2 separate regions of the Triticum aestivum genome follow, and region 2 is linked to region 1. The links are chromatin contacts, called in public Hi-C maps. All regions are on one chromosome and are shown on one strand. The core of a region is the stretch at or near the end of the contact, and the rest is flanking DNA. Distances in the headings are between cores, read along the strand shown.

Evidence for each region. A called contact is a pair of places that touch in the nucleus more often than the background predicts.
Region 2: a Hi-C map of leaf shows a contact between it and region 1, with 3 times the contacts expected there. The contact joins the promoter of LOC123136255 here to the promoter of LOC123136202 in region 1. A contact is called at or near these places in 2 of 5 Hi-C or Micro-C datasets (both in leaf).

The regions. Positions count from the first base shown.
Region 1 is chr1B:522,968,542-522,972,679 of IWGSC CS RefSeq v2.1, forward strand. It overlaps LOC123136202 (SAC3 family protein A), which reads right to left and starts at 2,173. Exons shown (of 13, transcript XM_044555549.1): 1 at 1,759-2,173; 2 at 395-1,228. The coding sequence starts at 1,812. LOC123136230 (histone H4) reads right to left here. Exons shown (of 2, transcript XM_044555565.1): 2 at 2,483-2,713.
Region 2 is chr1B:523,918,790-523,922,927 of IWGSC CS RefSeq v2.1, forward strand. LOC123136255 reads left to right here and starts at 1,914. Exons shown (of 4, transcript XM_044555600.1): 1 at 1,914-2,072; 2 at 2,166-2,460; 3 at 2,578-4,138. The coding sequence starts at 2,202. LOC123136264 (protein IQ-DOMAIN 3) reads right to left here and starts at 1,773. Exons shown (of 6, transcript XM_044555617.1): 1 at 1,546-1,773; 2 at 1,315-1,423; 3 at 888-1,226; 4 at 481-684; 5 at 288-407; 6 at 1-194. The coding sequence starts at 1,401.

The sequences.
Region 1 (4,138 bases), core at 923-3,422:
GGGGCATTTTATAGAAAAAATGAAGGGGCGTTGCAATAGTCCCAACAAAATTGAGAACCGAGCAAGCGCTCGGTTGGCAAGAGTGCACGGATGTAAGCTCACCCACTCGCATTCGGTCCGCAGGGTGTCTCGTTTCTACCTAACAACGTATATACAGGTAATGGAGGGAACTTCCCCCTTTAACCACCTTATTTTTAAGTCCCAATAGAACAGCTGGAGCCATTTTTTGTTTCCAGAGTAACAAACAAGGCTAGACAAACTAAAGCTTATGAGAAATCATTGTCCAGAATAACATAGTTAGACAGACTAAAACTTGTGAGAAACAATTGACGGAGTCTGATGGAAAAAGCTATATACGGTAACTAATAATTTATAGTGAAAGGAAGCAACATACCTGTACAGGAGGTGCAACAGAAGCGCTTGAATTACTTTTCCATGGCGTAGTACCCGGCGGAGGTGGCTCCATACTAGGATAAGAGTAACCAGAAGTGGTGTTAACGACTGTATTATCTATGTTGCTGCTCCCAGCAACTGGATTGCCAGCAGGAGTTGGCACAGAGTGATTGTAATAGTATGGCCACTGGTTGTACTGTTGCTGATATGAGAAAGAATTGGCAGGCACTGCACTGGAACTTTGGGCTGCATTGGTATCAGAGGATGGGTAGTTCTGGTATGACTGGGCATAATTGTTTCCTGAGCTTCCATCATTACGAGTGTCGGTCTGATAATAATAGTTGGTGGTTGCATATCCTGGCGCAGTCTGGTGACCACCAGCATTGTAATATGTGTTACTTGTAGGATCAACGTAAGACCCAGAATTCTGAAATGAAGTAAGAGGCTGATAAGCTGCACCTGAATGTTGGTTTGCTCCTCCTTGCTGCACAGAACAACTATTTGTTGCTTGTGGGTAGTTATAGTAATAGTTTGCATATTCTGCAGGATTGTAGCCATGCTGAAGTGAACTTGAGTAAGGCACATGAGAATGACTTGCATTTGTCAAGCCCATAGTCGACTGTACAGCAGGAGGCGCACTGCTTGCCACATTTTGATTATCTCCTGAAACCGATACATCCCTCTGTGGATCATAGTATACTGCATCTTGACTTTGATTGGCCACTGGATAGTTCCACGAACCTGCTGCTGCTGCGCCAGTTGTAGTGGACCATGAATGATCCCCAGAAACTAAAGGCGGATAAGCAGGCTGGTTTGTCTGGCCTGTGCCGCTGACCTGCCATTAGCAAAGAAAATTAATCATCATTCAGATAGATAGATTCTAATGGGCACCGTGACCAACTACAAAAGGGTTGTCCTCAGTGCGGCGTTAATCTAAAAGGCAAGTTCGGTTTTGCGGAGGGTATAAAATGTTTTAGTTGTGCATCGCAGCATTGGTGAAATAAATTAACTGAGTAAGTAGCACCAGCCCACGACGTACTTATACACACTACTGCAGCAAGGCCATTGAATAACCTCATGTAAGGGGAAAATTGGCACAAAACACGACAAAACAACACTTGCATGAGCTACAAAAAATCAGCTAGAATCATTTTATTTTTCCAAGCCACAATCGTCAACTTAGTTGGAGCACGTCTTATGCACGCAATTAATTGCACAGCACATCATCACAGGGCTGAATCCTCTACAACTGCCGTGATAAGAACATGCCAATGCACGGAGCTTATGGCAGGAACCAAACCATCCGTAATACACTTTCTCTGAAAATACTAAAACAGAAATCAATAGGCGGGTCACGTGGCATACCTCGACGCGCGCGGCGTCGGATCCGGCGGCCGGCGCAGCTCCGTGGCTGGCCATCGTCCCCGCGCCCGAACCAACCCTAGCGGCAACAAGGTCAACCGCCGCCGCCGCGGCCGTCAGAGACGACGAACAGAGGAGAATCGACGGCGGACGAATTGAATTGAAAAAAAAACACGGAGAGATCGGGTCAACGGGTTGGTTCAGCGGGGAGGATTCAGGGGGAAATCGAGTGGTCGGGATTGAGGGGAGATTTTCGGGGGGTGGAAGCGGCGATGCAGAAAGCGAGGGTGGGAAGAGGAGGATGCAGAAAGCGAGATGTGGGAGAAAGGAGCAGCGAACTTTTTTGGTTGCCCTTTTCGGATGCGTTGCGCTGCGGTTTGGTTGGGTGTCGTAACGAGTTCGTCGGAGACGGATGAGAGGGGAGAACGTGCCGGAGACGGAATGAATAACCGCGGCGCTTGCGTGAACGGGCCGTGGGCCTTCGATAGATGGGCCTGCGGCCTGCTTTATTTGAGCCCGGCTACTGTTTAGCAACTCTGCCTTCTTCGGAGAAACAGACTCTCCGGAGATTCAGTTATCAGAGAGATGTTTAGCAACTCTGCCTTCTTCGGAGAAACGGACTCTCCGGAGATTCAGTTATCAGAGAGATGTGGGGAGATTCAGAGAGCCGTAGGAATTCATTCAGGAACAGGACAGTAAATCATAACATCCCATCGAACTCGCGTCATTTGCACGGGAAGACGATATATATTCGATCTCATGACTGGGCTCATGGAGCTACAAGGTAACTAGAGACATTCTGCGATAGACAGATGGGTGAACAGGCAACATTTGTTCCGGCTACAGCTACTGAACGAAAGATATGACAGTTTTCTCGCGTCTGCAGGCTGCAGCCACGGCGGGGCGGAGTTGTTGGCTGAAGGCGAGGAGGCGACGGGTTGCGGACGGAGATTGACGCCTAGCCGCCGAAGCCGTAGAGGGTGCGGCCCTGGCGCTTGAGCGCGTAGACGACGTCCATGGCGGTGACGGTCTTGCGGCGGGCGTGCTCGGTGTAGGTGACGGCGTCGCGGATGACGTTCTCGAGGAAGATCTTGAGCACGCCGCGGGTCTCCTCGTAGATGAGCCCCGAGATGCGCTTCACGCCGCCCCTCCGAGCGAGCCTCCGGATCGCCGGCTTGGTGATGCCCTGGATGTTGTCGCGCAGCACCTTCCTGTGGCGCTTGGCGCCGCCCTTGCCGAGCCCCTTGCCTCCCTTGCCGCGCCCGGACATGGCTGACGATCTCTGTTTGGTTCGAGCTGCGAGCGGATGCGGGTCGAGGGAGCGGTCGTGGATTGTGGTGTTCTGATTTGGGGGAAGGAGGGGAGGGGATTAAAAGGGGTGGGAGGAAGGCGATGCGTGCCAAAGAATTGCGAAGGTCGAGACCGCGATCCGGGTATGGATGCCGCGGATCCGTGACGTGGCGGGAGTCTCGGCGCGGTAGATTGGCGGGGCGCGCCTGAAAATTTTCGTTCCGTGACGCGCCAGCTCGAAACCTTTTCCGCTCGTTGCCGCGCTGTCTGTGCGATTCCTTGGTGCGAATTCAGTTTCGCTTCTGTGGTGCTCGTGCGCGACGGCGCGAAAAATGAAACGGCAACGGAGTGTGCCTAGTCTAACAGTGGCTCTTACAAGCAGATTGTCTGACGTTTTCGAAAATTCAAGATTGAATCAGTGAAGGATTTTCAAAAGTCGTTGGTGTCAACTGCACCAATGGCTAGGGGCTCACGTAGATTGATCGTAGAGAGAGCGTGCCGGTTCCCAACAAGTGAAGTGAATTGGATTATCATTGGCACTCTGTTTCTTCCGAGCGATCGTCATCTCCGAGAAATACTAGAGTTAGAGAAGAGGAAATGGGTGTGAAGTTACACACTGATACTCCCTCCCCCGGTGAAAAGTGTGCATATAGATTTTTTTTTTTTGACTAATTGTGAAGCGGGTAAAAAATGCATTGGGAATAGGGGTGGGGACTTTTGAACCGAAAACCGAAAAACCGAACCGAGCCGAACCATATTAACCGATTTATCTATTAATTCGGTGATTCGATTTTTTGTTCGGTGGGAAATTTTAAGGCTGTTCGGTGTTTGGTTTCTGTTCAGTTTCCAGTGTCCAAAAACCGAATACACCGAAAAAACCGATATGTACGATACCCCATGCAATACCTTGTTTTCGAAAGTGCAGCGGGGGCGCGTCCTCTGGCAAATACTTGTTGGTTGTGGCAGACGTCAGGCCAGCCGCTAGATGAGTTTCGAATCTCACAATTTAACTAGTACTCGTAGGAGTATGTATGCATGCCCGGCGCTTGGTTATGAAAGTAACTAGCAATTAGTGTATCAATTAGTGCATTAG
Region 2 (4,138 bases), core at 664-3,163, 950 kb after region 1:
GGAGCAGCGCGGTCCTTGACGTCCGGCGGCGCGGTCTGGCTCTCCCACGGCCTGGACGCCGCCATACAGCGCTCCGCCAAGCTCCAGCCCCAGTTGGGGCAGCCAGGGTCCATGAACGTTGGAGGGTGCGACAGCGTGGGTGTCACTCTCCCTCGCCCCGAGGAAGATGAAGAAGAAGGGCTCCTGTTCCTCCACTGCAACCGAGACAGCGCATGCAGAGTGAGTTCAGCAGAGGACATGAACACGTCGAGCCACAGCGCCATCGACAATGGAGATCCGACGGCTACCTGGTGAGATAAGGCGTAGGACAGGGCCCTCTGCCGCCTCGACGCGGCCTCCTGCTTCGTCGCGAGCGTGGCCTCGATCTGCTCCTTGGACTGGTGAGTGTGATCCCAGCCTTCACCAATCTGCGCTAAATAATGTCAGCAGCAGCACACCGGCCAGGTTACGTTGAGCTAGCTATGAGATGATGCTCCGCACCTTGGTTTTGTCAGGCCCTTGCTTAGGCTGGGCCTGACTCTTGAGAGCCTTGTCCTTGTTGACCCTCCTGGCGTATATCTGCGTCTGAACCCTCGTCATCATCTGCATGCTGTACAGCGCATCCTCCGTCTGGCGCTTCACGGCGACCCCCTCCAGCAGCGACATCAGCCGAGCCTGTGCTCTCGCCTTGTACCCCTTCCTTACCTGAACGCGAATAAAATGTTTCCAAGTTTTCAACATGTTAGATATATACTACGAGTAGATCGAAATGTGATCATGCAAATCTTTCATCTTCCTTGAGTTCTGCTGAGCATGGCCCAATTTTCTTTTATCCTTGAACGTTCAGGATAACTATTCAGATTTTGGCCTCCCAAGAGAAACAAGCTTGGCAATGGCTGATGCATTACCAGGTAGCCCCTGCAAGCCGTCTGAATCCTGACGACGGCAAGCTCCTCCTTCGACCGCGCGGGCGCTCTTGGCGTGACGACGGCCGTGGCCTCTGCCGGCTGCTGCGCAGCCACCGGCGCGGCGAGCGCCGCGGCTCGGAGTCCACCATCGTTTTGCTCGCTCGTCGTGCCGGCGGACTTGGCCTCCACAGCGTCCTGCTGATCAGGCTGCGGAGGAGGCTGCTGCTGGGCCGCGGGAGCAGTCTCCGGCGTCGCGGAGGAGGAAGAAGTGGACGTGCTGGACTTGCCGAACTGCCATAGCTTCTTGAAGCTCGATTTACTCGTCGGCCTCTCGGCCGGCTTCTTGGATCGACAACATCGATACGGATCGGTTATTTGCATCGACTGGAATTCGATGAAGACAAGAGAATCCCACGGTTTCAGTTACCTGCTTGCCTTCCTTCTCCTCGCGATCAGGTTCCGACGAGCTCAGGATCCTCTGCACGGCGTCAAACCACCTCACCTTCTTCCCCATTGCCCCCCTCCGCGCTCTTCGCCTATCGGTGTGATGACAAAATGCAAAAATCATCAAGAACAAGTGGAAATCTAATGATGTTTACGGCAGCAAAACTAGCATCAATCAACATTGCCACAGATCGAGCAAAACAAAAATGTGAACCTCTTTCAAAGAGCCTTCTTCTGTCTTCTGCCGGCTCGCCCTCTATGCCGTCGATGCCGCCGGAGTCGGACACGTCCGCCTGCAACCTCGTCAACGACGGCGAACCGCCTTGACGCACGTCCACTCCCCGTCAGGCCGTCGCGGACCCACTGGCTGGCTGGCGTCTGTTCCTGTCCCTACATTTCAGTCCCACCGCGCCTCACACTCCGCCGTGATAAACGCACGCACACCCCACGGCCCAGTTAGGCAAAAGCAGCCCACGAACCAACCTCACGGCCCACCCCTCGGCAGGCCCGTTGGTCCAGCCCATAAGCCCGGCCTTTCGGCCACTTCCCACCCCGTCTCCTCCTCCCAATCGGCTCCCCAGCTCGCCGATATCACCACCCAAATCGCCCGCGCGCGCGCAGCCTCAGAGGCCGAAGCCACCCGGAAGACCAAACCCTAGAGCCTCCGTCTCCACCCGCCAGGCCGACGCGCTCGCGCTAGCTCCCTCCCCGGCCTCCCGCTCCCGCCGGCCCGTGCACGAGGTATCTCGCCCTCCCCTCCCGCGGCGGCGAGATCGATTGGGGATTTCGAGGCTTTAATTTGCGCCGACTAACCTCTCCGCCCCAATTCCACAGATTCGAGTAGGGAGCGCCGGGGGTTGGTTCGCCGCGATGATCTGGCTTTCGGGGGTGGAGGGAGGGGTGGACCCGGAGGGGCGGGACGAGCTGCCGCCGGTGGATGCCGCTACGGACGGGGAGGCGATGGCGCAGGGGAGTTTCGGCGAAGCAGATTTTGATGCCATGATGGTGGAATCTGGTGGGGTGCAGGACGAGGAGGAGGGGAGTAGTAGCCTGGCGCAGATACAGAATATTGCCGCCGACACGGCGGAGATTTCTGATCCTGCCGTACCTCAACATGATGCTGAAGCCGGTAAGCATACTCTGACATCAGACTCTGGTTAGTTTGATCTACTGCATGTTGATTCCACCCCCTTGTTCCTTCGACTTGTATGGCATCACGGACTAATTGATTTTTGTAATCTTGCAGAATTGAACGAAGATGATCAGCGTACTAGATACCATCTTCCTCCCCTTGATAAAGATGGGTTTCGAGTTTCTGATCTTGTCTGGGGTAAATTGCAAGGTCATCCCTGGTGGCCTGGTGCAATTTTTGATCCTTCAGATGCATCTGAGCTGGCATTGAAGCATCAGAAAGAGGGCCACCATCTGGTAGCATTTTTTGGCGACGGTTCTTTTGCGTGGTGTCATGAATCCCAGTTGAAGCCTTTCATGGACAACTGTATAGAGATGGAGAAACAAGGCAATTCTGATGCCTTCACCAGTGCAGTTAACTCTGCGCTTCAAGAACTCTCAACGCGGATATTGACGGCCACGAGTTGCTCTTGTCTCCCAGAATACCTCTCTGAGAATGGCATGTGTTATCTGCGTGGGAATTTTGGGCTCAAGGCTGGAGTTACTTGCTCTAAGGTTAACCAGGCTGAGATATTGCAATATTTCAGTCCAGAACACCTTCTTCATTATATGAAGCTGCTGGCTCTGTCCCCTTGCCAAGGAGGTGTTCTGCAGGATTTAGTGATTGCTTGCTCTCAACTTATGTCTTTCTATCGCTCTAAGGGATACGGTGAAATTGCATCATTTCAATCTGGCAGTGCATGGGCAGAGGATGGCATCGACACAACTGTCACCAATGAAGTGCAGCCTAGTCATGTGAAGCCCAAAAGAGGTAGGGGAAGACCTCGTAAGCGAAAGCCTGACGATAACATAGAGTTGGCAGAGGGAAGGCCCATTGTGAAGCCTCAGAATGAACCGATAGTTCATAACAATATTGGTGAAACAGAGTGTGGTGAAGTTGACATCTCTGTGAAGAAGCCAGCAAAAAGGAGGCGTGTGCAGAGGCGCCATGGTGTGGACACCAAGGACTTATTATCTGGGATGGCAGCTTCTACTGAAATGAGCATGATTGGGAAAACTGAAGGGGACAGGAGTGAAGAGTGGAAAATTTTGCCTTGTCCTAAGGAAGAAACAACGGACCATATGCAGGATGCCTACTGGTCTGGACTGAGTTTACATACTGTCTCCACTCATAGCCTCAAAGGGGCAAGTGGCAAAACAAGGCCGATACGTAGGCGGAGACCGACGCGACGGACATGTGCACCTTCATCAGATCTTTCTTCCCCTGTACAGAATATGCAGCCTGAAACATTGGATGTTAACAGGAAGATAGAAGTGATAAAAAGATCAATTATCCACGTTGACGAGAAGATGGTCCATGACGTAAACCCCACTGCACTTATTTTGTGCTTTGGCAAGTCAATTGCTCTTCCTTCAGAAATGGATTTTATTAGGGTGTTCAGTCGCTATGGACCACTAAAAGAGACCGAGACTGAAGTGCACGAGAACATAAATACTGTTAAAGTTGTCTTCAGGAAACGTGTCGATGCTGAAAGGGCTTTCAGTGTTGCTGGCAACTTTGGTTCTTTTGGACCTTCACTTCAAAGTTTTCGTCTTGCGAATATGCCATTTTCTCTAAGAACGGCTGAATTGAATTATCCTAAGTTACACCCTGAAGATAGTAGCATGGAGATTCC